Regions from separate parts of the Mus musculus genome. Here all the other regions are linked to region 2. The links are chromatin contacts, called in public HiChIP or PLAC-seq and promoter capture Hi-C maps. All regions are on one chromosome and are shown on one strand. Each heading gives the region's core, a stretch centred on a gene start, on an enhancer-like site or on the middle of the called end of the contact. The rest is flanking DNA. Distances are from core to core; before and after follow the strand shown. Region 1 holds the start of Zfp334 (zinc finger protein 334). Region 2 holds the start of Trp53rkb (transformation related protein 53 regulating kinase B). Region 3 holds the start of Slc13a3 (solute carrier family 13 (sodium-dependent dicarboxylate transporter), member 3).

What was found. Promoter capture Hi-C pulls out the DNA fragments that hold promoters and counts their contacts. HiChIP or PLAC-seq counts read pairs in DNA pulled down with a chosen protein or histone mark.
Region 1: a promoter capture Hi-C map of liver shows a contact between it and region 2, with 4 times the contacts expected there. The contact joins the promoter of Zfp334 here to the promoter of Trp53rkb in region 2. A contact is called at or near these places in 3 of 39 promoter capture datasets (the 3T3-L1 cell line, hippocampal neurons and liver).
Region 3: a contact with region 2 is called in an H3K4me3 HiChIP or PLAC-seq map of stem cell-derived neural progenitor cells, with 7 times the contacts expected there. The contact joins the promoter of Slc13a3 here to the promoter of Trp53rkb in region 2. A contact is called at or near these places in 2 of 39 promoter capture datasets (the 3T3-L1 cell line and the SN4741 cell line) and 2 of 115 datasets of contacts at active chromatin or transcription factors (embryonic stem cells and stem cell-derived neural progenitor cells).

What each region holds. Positions count from the first base shown.
Region 1 is chr2:165,386,566-165,390,149 of GRCm38.p6, reverse strand. Zfp334 (zinc finger protein 334) reads left to right here and starts at 1,891. Exons shown (of 5, transcript NM_178411.3): 1 at 1,891-2,189; 2 at 3,162-3,224. The coding sequence starts at 3,210.
Region 2 is chr2:166,791,985-166,795,533 of GRCm38.p6, reverse strand. Trp53rkb (transformation related protein 53 regulating kinase B) reads right to left here and starts at 1,767. Exons shown (of 2, transcript NM_023815.4): 1 at 1,466-1,767; 2 at 1-152. The coding sequence starts at 1,721.
Region 3 is chr2:165,471,334-165,474,846 of GRCm38.p6, reverse strand. Slc13a3 (solute carrier family 13 (sodium-dependent dicarboxylate transporter), member 3) reads left to right here and starts at 1,650. Exons shown (of 13, transcript NM_054055.2): 1 at 1,650-1,796. The coding sequence starts at 1,686.

The DNA.
Region 1 (3,584 bases), core at 642-3,141, 1.4 Mb after region 2:
ACTTATTATATCTAGAAGCCAACTGCATTCCCTTCCCCCATACATTTGCTTTTAAAATCTATCTTTCCCCAAAGTCATTTCAGTTTTCTTTTGACTTGGCATGGGTTCGGGTACATACCCCTGAGAATGGCCCGGCACACACATGGAGCTTGCAGATCTGGGTCCTCTCTCTCGACCATGTGGACCCCTGAGACCCACAGCAGGTCATCTGGTTTGTTGGCAATGCCTTTATTTACTGAAACATCTTGCAGACCCACCATGTATTTATTGCTCCATAACAAACTACCCCCAAAATCTGGTGGCTTAAAATGATGCAACTGGTTATTTCCTCCGTGCTATGAGGCTACTGGTACGGACTTTGTGGCTCTGTGTGTGCTTACAGGTATGCACTTTGTGGCTCTGCTTTATGTGAGTCTATATGCAACTGAGGCCACCCAAGAATGTAACTGCATGCAATGTTCAGGGTGGCTCACTCCCTGCATCTGAAGTCTTGACAAGGATCCCTGGAAGGGGAGGCATGGCTGGGTTTCTGGGAAATATTTGCCTTTTCTCCACATTGCCTCTCTGCTTCTTTTGGTTTCCACTTGATCTCTGGTAACTAGTTAACTAAAGTCATACACAAACTCTAGGAACACCGCAAACAAACCGGACTGCCAGGATATCAGGTTTGCTTTTTGAAGCCTGCAGTGTCCCTTCTTATGACCCCTTTATTTAAATTACATCATGGCCACGTTTGATGTGGGAGACAGTATACAAGCATTGAATCCCTGGAAGTCTGGCTCACTGAGAGCTATCTCTCAGCCTCTGCATCTCGAAGTTCCTTTTGGTATTTAAACATAACAGATAACTGTGTCAGAAACTGTCTGGCCTTCCAGTGACTAAGATATTCCATAGCTTTCCTCTTTTAAAATATATACACGGGGGCTGGTGAGATGGCTCAGTGGTTAAGAGTGCCGACCGCTCTTCCAAAGGTCCTGAGTTCAAATCCCAGCAACCACATGGTGGCTCACAACCATCCGTAACGAAATCTGATGCCGTTTTCAGGAGTGTCTGAAGACAGCTATAGTGTACAGTGTATAAATAAATAAATAAATATTTTAAAAAAATAAATAAAACAAAATATATACACGTATTCAATTTGTCCTCATGGATGAAGAGCAGTTTCTATATTACTTGGATTAAATATAATTGGTCATGTTAAAATATATTGTTAAGATGGCGCAGTGATTTATAGCAGAGGAGCAGAGTTCAATTCCCAGCACCTACATGATACCATCTTCTGGCCTTCTTAGACACGGGGTACCAAGCACAGCACGCAAGTAGTGGACAGACATACATGCAGGCAGGCAATATATCAATACATATAAAATAAAATAAAATAAAAATTGAAAATATTATACTGTTAAAATATTTTGCCATTACTTATTGTGACTTCTCCTTCTGTAAAATTGGCAGGAGAGTATGCACCTGTCAGTAAAGTCAGTAATAAACAGGATGGCGATTATTTTCTTTTAAGATATTTAGAGATGGTTTGATTCTTTGTTAGGGGGTCTCTTCTGTAATTTTGGGAAGGTCGTCGATACATTTTTATTCTGCTTACAACTGTTTGGTTATTATTTTTTTCTTAATACACTGTTGGAATTTCTTTACAGAGCTCTAATTTTTTATTCTCACACTTCTTCTTGTACTCATGGTTTTTACTCGTAAATTACTGTGATTAAAGCCCTAGCGCCTCAGAGGCTATCGGCTGGGTGGGGGCCGCAACTCCCTGTGGGAAATGTAGTCCTGGAAAGACTACAGCACCCTTTGGAGAACCGTGGGAATGGCCGCTCCGAGACTCTGCGCATGCGCGGTCTCCTAGGCTCTATGGATGCGTTTCCGTTTCGTGGGGCTCTTCCAGGCGAGGCTCGAGGGGCCTCTGTGCGCCACAATTGCCTGGGGCCTTCTGGGAGCTACAAAAGAAGCGAGGTTTCCCCTGAGCCAGAGGAATTCCGGGTGGCGACTCCGGGGCAGGATCAGAAGAACCAGCGCCTTCCTGGGGCCCGCGGAGGCTTGCGCGTGTCCAGGGGCCGGGCGAGGCTAGCGGGCGCCCCCGGGGCTGCAGGCCTCCGGGCGGGCAGCCTGGGAAGGAGAGAGGTGTGTGCGTGCAAAAAGCGGATCCCAGCAGTCCTGCGGATGCCCTTGGCCCGGTAAAGCTTCGGGGGGCTGCTTAAGGGTTGAGCTGCGATTGAGGGAATGAGCAGGTCTGATTTCATTGGCGGGTCTTTCGTTTGGGAGGGAAGGGATGCCAGCCATGGCTGAGAAAAAGGCCTCTGCATCACTTCGAACAAATGCGTGTCGTTCATTAGAGTCCCCATTCTGTTTCGCCAGAGTTGCTCAAACCCCGTCCATCACCATCCTGGAGTTTACTGGTTTCCTTTATATAGAAGAATGACCCAAGAGTATCTACAGGAAAGGGTTTTTATGAGAGTCGAACTTCTTCTCAAGTGAGGAAGGCAGCTATTTTGACCATTTAGGTAGTTTGCTAGTGCCAGAACCAAGAATTGAAATCTGGTGTGTTGATTCGAAGGCCAGGGCTTTGTCTTCTGCTACACTGAAGCAGAGGCCTCCCTCTCATGAAACTGCAGTTAAGCTTGGGGGAGGGGAGCAGAGTGATACGCATCTTAAACCCCTCACTCCCTCTGTCTGGTTTTCTGATTTCATCTGCTGAATGCATTAGTAGGAAAACAGGTAATTGATACCCAAAAAACTAGATGGTAGGTAGGTAGATAGATAGATAGATAGATAATTGATACCCAAAAAACTAGAGGGTAGATAGATAGATAGATAGATTGATTGATAGAATCTCAGAGTTGCTGGCCTGCTCTTTCAGGCTTCATATATACTAGAGCTTATTGATATGATCTAATATGAACTCTGAAGTGTTGTTTGTTTTTTAAGGAGACCTGAATAAGACAGTAGTTCAATTCACACCTTTGTTTCCTTTCACACAGTAAGAAAAGCTCTGATTAGTCCATTCAAAACTGCCCTGGGCCTTCCCTCCGCAGACGCTTTCTGTATGACGCAGGTCGAAGGGTCCTTTCCTTCCAGGGCATGTCTGTGAGTCACTGTCGAGCTGCTAGCCAGTCTGCTGATCACATTCCCTGTTCTTCCTCACCCAGCCCTTGGATCACCGGTGGTTCCTGGCCCTTTCTTGAGAACGCCTGGAAATGGACAGTACCCAGGTAAGTCACCGAGGGATTCACGTCCCACCGTTGGCAGTGGCTGTTCATAGACCCGCAGCGAGTACATCTGGATGTGGTAGACGTGTATAAAAAGGCAGCGCCAGGGAAAGTAAGGGAAGCAGATCAGTACCAGAGAAGTGAACCCCAATAAACAGAAGGCATTGCCAGATGTGCTGGAGCACGCCTTTAATCCCAGCGCTTGGGAGGCAGAGGCAGATGGATCTCTGAGTGAGAAGCCAGCCTGGTCTGCATAGAGAGTTCCAGGACAGCCAGGGCTACACAAAGAACCCTGTCTTGAAAAAAACAATAAACAAACGGATAAATAATAAACAGAAATTATTCACCCCGGTAGGCTTGTTT
Region 2 (3,549 bases), core at 518-3,017:
CCTCCTGGCCAGGTCCAAGAGGCACTGGGGGTCCTTTTCAGTCTCCATAGTGGATTGGATATAATCCCGAACAGTCACCGAGTCTTCGATTTCTTCCATATATAAGCAGTTAGACGCATAGTCCACAAAGAAGACGACTGGGGCAGCTATCCCTGCAATGGACACACGTGGTTAGGGAGCGCATCTTCATGAAGGCCGGCTTCATGCACAGGCAGACAGTTTCTCAGCCTAAACCTGCTTTGGAACAGGGTTTAGACTACTGTGGAAAATGATACAATTTATCCAGAGCTTGCCCTGTTAAAGCCCTGCAGGACTACGGCCTGAGACCAGGCCAGGGTAAGTCTGGAAGTATCAAGGCTTGCTCCTCCTTTCTCAAGCCACCTGAGGACTGGAATTCATTGCTGCTCCCTAAAAACAAACAAAACAAGAAGCCAGAAGGAAAGCATCCTGCAGTCTGAGCAGTTTCTACCTGACAGTCACCAGGCAAGTGGCTAAGCAGGGTGTCACCTTACAGGCTCATCTGTGTTCTGGAACAGGCAGGTTCAAATCCCTTATTAGGCGTGAAACCTCAAGGTTCCCTTAGCTACTCTATGCCTCGGTCTCCACAACTGTAAAGTGGTAACAAAACCTCCAGTTAACGCCAGGAGTCTCTCCTGAATGTCAACCAGGTTCAGAACAGTTTCCTAGAAACTGGGGTACCAAGGTAGCCCCCACCCCTGTCTGGTAAAACTTACAAAAGGTAAAGGAGAATATATGAACACTTCTTTATAATTCCATTGCCCCTCTAGGGCAGAAAAGCACAGGCCTGTTCACTGCTGCGTTTCCCAGTCTCCTGGCACCTATCAACCACTAAGGAGAAAAGAACAGAGGTGTAAAAGCAGAGGCCACAGTTCTGGGCCACCAAGTCAGGCGGCCTGGTGGCTGTGAAACTTCTGGCCCTTTCCCCGTTTGTGTCTCAGTTTCTCAAGAGGACAAAACTTTTCCGTGGGGCTAGCAAATGGGTGTTAAAAATAGATGGGAGTTGTGCTAATCAGATCTCTGAGTTATAGATCTGCCTGGTCTACATAGTGAGATTCACGAAAGCCACAGCTACAATGAGACCCCCGTCTGGAAAAAAACAAAACCAAACAAACAAAACACGATTTCATGAAGTCTGACATTTATTGGATGTCATGCCAACATACACGTTTGTATAGGCCACTCACAACATCCCCGAGATGCGAACTCGACTATGACTTCCGATTAGAACTCGGGAAATTTAGGCAAGGCAACTCACAGAAGGGTATAATCTGAATTCAGAAAGCTAGCTCCAGACGCGCGCCTGGCAGGACAGATGCTTAAAACTACCCAGGGCGTTGTTATTTGGTCCGGACCCCCGGAACTCGGAGCCCGGTCTCTCCCGTCCCACCGGTCTCCCGCAGCCCTGTCTGTCCCGTCTCCCGGAGCCCCGTCCGGCCCCCCTCACCCGCACGGCGGCAGCGGAGCAGCGCGCGCGCCTCCTGCACCGTCCGCCGACGGCCGAGCCGCGCCTCCAGCTCCGGGTGCCGGTAACTCTTCGGGAAGCGGTGCTTCACCACGGCCGCGCGGCCCTGGAAGCGGCCACGGAAAACGCGCGCCTCGGCGCCCTGCTGCACCAGCTCTAGGCCGCTCAGGAAGAGGCGGCTCCGCTCGCGCGCCGCGGCCAGCGCCTCGGCCTCCGCCTCCGAGGACACACCAGCCATGCCTCCGACTCCTTCCGACCCTGACCGCGCCGCTTCCGCTCGCTTCGGAAATCCTCCGGCCTCTTCCGCCATGAACACCGCTCCCACAACACACTTCACCCTGCTAGTGTGGTTCCGCCTCGCGACCTTTCCGCGCTCAGCGGAGCCTCTCGGACCTGTAGACTTGGCCCTTCCCTGTAGACTTGGTTCCTGTCTGTATCCGTGTGCGCTCGGCAACTTTTAGTCAACAGCTTCTCTCTCTCTCTCTCTCTAGCTCTCTCAGGAAACTCGTTGGCGATGCTGTTGGGGATACTCTGCTCCTTTCTACTAGCATAGAAAAATCCTTTACTTTTTAAAGACCGGATCTCACTGTGTATCTCAGGTTAGCTTTGAACTTGTGATCCTCACACATTAACCGATGGAAACGTACTATGTAATCCAAGAGGGAAGGACAGACAGACTAGGCAAAGCTTTCTACCTGGTGATGCCAACCGATGTCAGCAGCCCACACCATCCCTTTGAGTTCCGGTTTCCTATTCTTCAGAATGAGGCTGCCTGGTTCTTCTGGGGTTGGGGCTTATCAGAATTTAACAAGAGCCTGATTACAAGATGCCGGTGGACAGAGGCCCTCTTCGCATGACTTCTGTGTAGGATAAAGGGCCAAAGAAAAAACACCTTGACCTTAACTAGACCTCAAGCCTAAAACCAGGGCCAAGAACAGAAATGCATCAATCACTGAATTGGCCCCAGAAACCCACCAATTCCTGAGCTGTTCCAAGCTCAGGAGTTGAAATCCCAGCAATCCTCACCCTGGAAATCTTTACCGGGAAAGCTCCCGCCATTCCCAAGAAACTCCATATAAACCCTGTCTGCTGCTCAGTTCGCTGCTGCTTCCGGCTTGAGCAGAGGCAGCCACCCTCCCAATAAATCTCTTGTGTGAGGTTTGTTGTGCAGTGTAACTTTGTGGTATTCCTTGACTCCCGATAGCCAGGATACCTCTCAGAGTAGCTTTGCTGAGGAACAGCTGTAACTTGGACTGGGGAAAACTTCCCAGACAGCAGCCGCCACAGCAGAGCTGTAACACTTCTATAGGGGAAGCCTTTCCCTTTAGAGCTGCAACACTCACACTCTGCCCTTCTTATTCCTGGAACAGAAGAGAAGCCCTTGGATCCCGGGTTGCTATGGCACCAGCATCTTGGCTCTGTGGTCCCTGGGTTTCGTTCATATTCATGACAGGTTCCTTTTCATCATCAGACCCTTTGTGTGGCAGGATGTGTTCTCCAGCAAAACACACCCAGAACCCGTTCCGTTTACATCCCCCAGTGCTCAAGTCTGTAGCTTCATTATCATAATTGTTTGTGTCCACACAGCCGTCTCTATGGTAACCAAACCCATCTGAACCCTTGCCTTAGAAATCTACTGTGCAAAGGTGCTGACCAGAGCCAGGCTTGCTAAGTCAGGCTGAGTTTAGCTCTGTAAACCTGGTTCAAACCTTTCAGTGACTCTGTACTGTGCTAAGAATTCAGACCTAAAACTTCATCAGCCCATATGGCCCTGCAGGGACCTCCTGCAACTCTTATAGATCCTTCTCTCACCAAACTATCTCCTATTCTCTGCAGAGCTGGGACAGAATGTTTGAGTATTGGATTCAGTATAATGAGAGAGCTGGGCCAAGGTCCTAGTACAGTGATGAACAGGGTGGGCATTTTGTACTATTCACAACTGCGGCGGCGGCAGCATATGGCATACTAAAACCAGGAGAATTATGTGAGACACAGCTCCATGGAAGCCCATGGAACGCCATCTTAATTTATAACCCAATGCTTCTCAAGTTCTTCCTCTTTGCCAG
Region 3 (3,513 bases), core at 401-2,900, 1.3 Mb after region 2:
AAACCATGGGAGTTTGTTAGTGGAACTGTGGGAGACGTTAGCACAGTGGTCCCTCCCTTTCTCTCTGCCCCCTTCCCTTTTCCCCTCTCTTTCTTGTGTAGCTTTTATTTTATTATGAGAGAGAGGGAGAGAGAGAGGGAGAGAGAGAGAGAGGGAGAGAGAGAGAGAGAATGCATACTTGTGTGTGGTGGTCAGAGGACAATTTACAGGAATCTTTGTTCTTCTTCTATGGTGGGTCCCAGGGACCAAACTCAGGTCACCAGGCCTGGAGGTGCCTTCACCTGCTGAGCCATCTCACCAGCCCCTCTTCTGTACTTTCTATCTCCATGTGTGTGTATGACGTGTGTGTGTGTGTGTGTGTGTGTGTGTGTGTGTGTACAGGCATGTGAGAGTGTGGGCACGCGTTGTTGGAAGACCTCGTTGGTTGTCACATTCCATCTAGTTTGAGAGGGTATTACATCGCTGTGGCTGGACTGAAGTCAGCCATGTTAACAAGACCTTGGGTTTTCTAAGCCTGAAGTTGAGACTAAGCATGCCCACAGCATGGCCATGATTCCAAATGTTTGCAGAGCAGCAGCAATGTTAAGAATGATAAGCAAAAGGGACACAGGGATCAATGAGGCTCTCATATTTTACAGGACCTGGTAAGATGGCAGTGCCCATAGATTATAAGCTGTGTGTATGCAATGTTCTGAACCAACCCCCCCCTGCCCCCTCCTCCAAACGACAAAAACCAAGAAACTTTCCAACAAGTCCCTTTCTCCACAGAAACCACTCAGGCCCCAGGAGCCAGGACAAGGTCCCATTGACAGTAGCCAGTGGGGAAACATGTCGCAATCCCAAGGAGGGTGGAGGACCCACTCAGGGCGGAAAGCAGAGTCAGGCCTTGTGCCTTCTGCTTTGCATGGCCAAGGCCGTGTGTTCCTTCCAGGCATCTCTGGGAAACAGAAGAGTCCGGCTGATCCATCACTGCTCAGCAGTCCACGGAGGATGTGGAGAAGCTGGGCCCCCATGAGCTGCTAGCGGGAATGTGAATAGTGCAGAGTAAGACCAAAGAGTCCCTATTTTCTTAAAATAGTGGAGGTTGGATCTTAAGCTGACTTAGCAGCTGCCCGTATGAAACCAGGGGCGTTGGCACACGTCCATAATGCCAACCCTCAGAAAGTAGTGGCAGGAGGATGGGAGTTCAAGGTTGTCCTCAGCAGCATAGGGAGATGCAGGCCAGCTTGGGCTAAATAAGAGCCTGTCCCAACACACACAATATCAAGCAGGTTGTGGCATCTGTCACTGAGAAGGGAAAGCTCCTACCCACAGGTGACCCGGCCCTTTGCACGAAGCACTATCTCACTTAAACCCCCCCACCAACCTCCAAGTCTGGAAGAGGCTGCAACCACGGTCACTAGAGGTCTCAGTAGCTTGGTCTGTCCCTACAGGGTTGGACAGTGGGATGACGGTGCTGAGGCCTTTAGTCCCACCTGGGCTTTGCCCCATTTCCCACGTGAGTCCAGAGTGGGGCGCGGGGGCGGGTGGGGTGCTCTGGGGCCCCTTCCCTGCTCCTTGTCCAGACCAAGGAGGCGCGGCCCGGGGCGGTTCCGCATGGCTCCTCCCCGTCCCTTGGGGCTTTAGGTCCCTGCCGGCGGCCGCTGAGGGGCAGTCGGGCCGCCTGGTCTCCAGCGATCGCGCGGATGGCGGCGCTGGCGGCGCTGGCCAAGAAGGTGTGGAGCGCGCGGCGCCTCCTGGTGCTGCTGCTGGTGCCGCTGGCTCTGCTGCCCATTCTCTTCGCCCTGCCGCCCAAGGTACGGTGGTCCCGGGTCGAGACCCTCCCGCCTTGAGCCTGCCTACCCCTAGGAGCACCCGCTCCCCTTCTCCCTTCCTTGCCTCTCCCTGGTCTGCCTCTCTCGGTCCTCCCACTCTTCTAAAGTTTGAGCTCTGACGGCTTGCTTGGTGCTACTGGGGTATATAGCCCTTCACAGTCTTTCCGAAGAACAACTGTGTGACCTGTCGCCAGTCACTTAACCTCTCTGAACTTTGGTTTGCGTACCCCCTACCCAGAAAGAGGGAATATGATAACGCATCATAGGCTCACGGTGAAGATAAAGGAATCAGTCTATGTCGGTGTCTTAAATGGGTGCTAACTGCTTTTGCTCTGTAGCAGTTGCTCAATGACTGGAGAACTACACCTTCCTGAGTGCTTCCTAGGAGAGGTGTCACCTGTCCTGTGTCACCCCTGAAAAAATTCCCTTCAGAACACCTCCCCTCCCCACTCAAGCTGGGTCAACTAAGGCTTAGAGACAGCAGGGGACACTCTCATGGGTGACTCCCAATGGGAAATCCCTGAGTGCCCACATCTGAGAGCCCAGGGCCTTTGCTGTTCCCAGAGTCCAGTTCTCTTAGAGAGAAGGCTGGAGTGAGTTCCTAGGGACCAGCACCTGTGTCCAGCCCATCAGGACTTCCTGAAGGGCACGAGGCCCATCACATTAAGTGGCTTCTTCCAGAAGGTACTTGGCCACATCACAACAGTGCTGAGTGAGCTAGCCGATGGTCACAAAATAAAGGAGAGGTGATGGTGTCCTTTAATATGTGACAGGCAGCAGAGCCCCAGGGAGCAGCCTGCTGCAGAAGGGCTCCTGCGTGCCTGACAAGGAACGGTGACCCCAGGCTGGCCGTGCACAGCAAGTCCTTTAGTTCTCAGCTATCTAGCCCGTCAGACTCTGTTGACATTGAAGAGAGCAAATAAATGACCTCAGAAGGAGTAGGTCACTCTTGCCAAGGCCAATGGGGCCCTGGACGAGCGAGCAACTGGCCTGGGGGCTCCCCGGCTCCCTTCCTTGTCCAGGTTTCACTTTCCTTGGCTTTAAAATGAGATGACCGTCTCTTTACTTTTGGGAATCAGTGTTGCGGTCGGTTGAGGCTAGAGTGATCGGCTCAGGAAAAGGTGGAAGGTCAAGCCAGGACATCAGTCTTGTGGCCAACAGATGTCTGGATAGGGACGGTGGATGCATAGGAACCTTATGCCTGCAGGGACCATGGTTGCTGTGTGCTCTACCCCAGAGGCAAAAATCACAAAAGCAGACCCACCAGCATGGGTTTCGGGTGAGGTCGTGCCAAGACAGGGACAGTCCCACCTTGGGTCTAACTGGATGGGGCAGCCACAGCCACCTTAACCTGTGTTAGCTGAGTAGATGTCAGGGATTGTGGCCTGCCTGATAAGGAAAGGCCTCCGGCCAGGCTCTGCAGCAGTATCTTCGGCAGTCTGCTCAGCCAGGGAGGTGCCTGTGTTTGCCTTCCTACTTGACACGTGAGGAAGTAAAGGCCTAGGAGGCCGGGTAACCTGCCCAACGCAGCCCAGGGATAGCAGCGGGTGTGGCTCAGCACAATCCTCAAACTTAATGCATCTTGAGACTTTTGAATCTTACTTTTGGGGTAAGTCAGTGGTGAGATTCTCAGGCATGTGTAGATGACACTGTACGGCAGGGTCAGAGGATCACACATGCTCGGTGGGGCTGCGTGCAC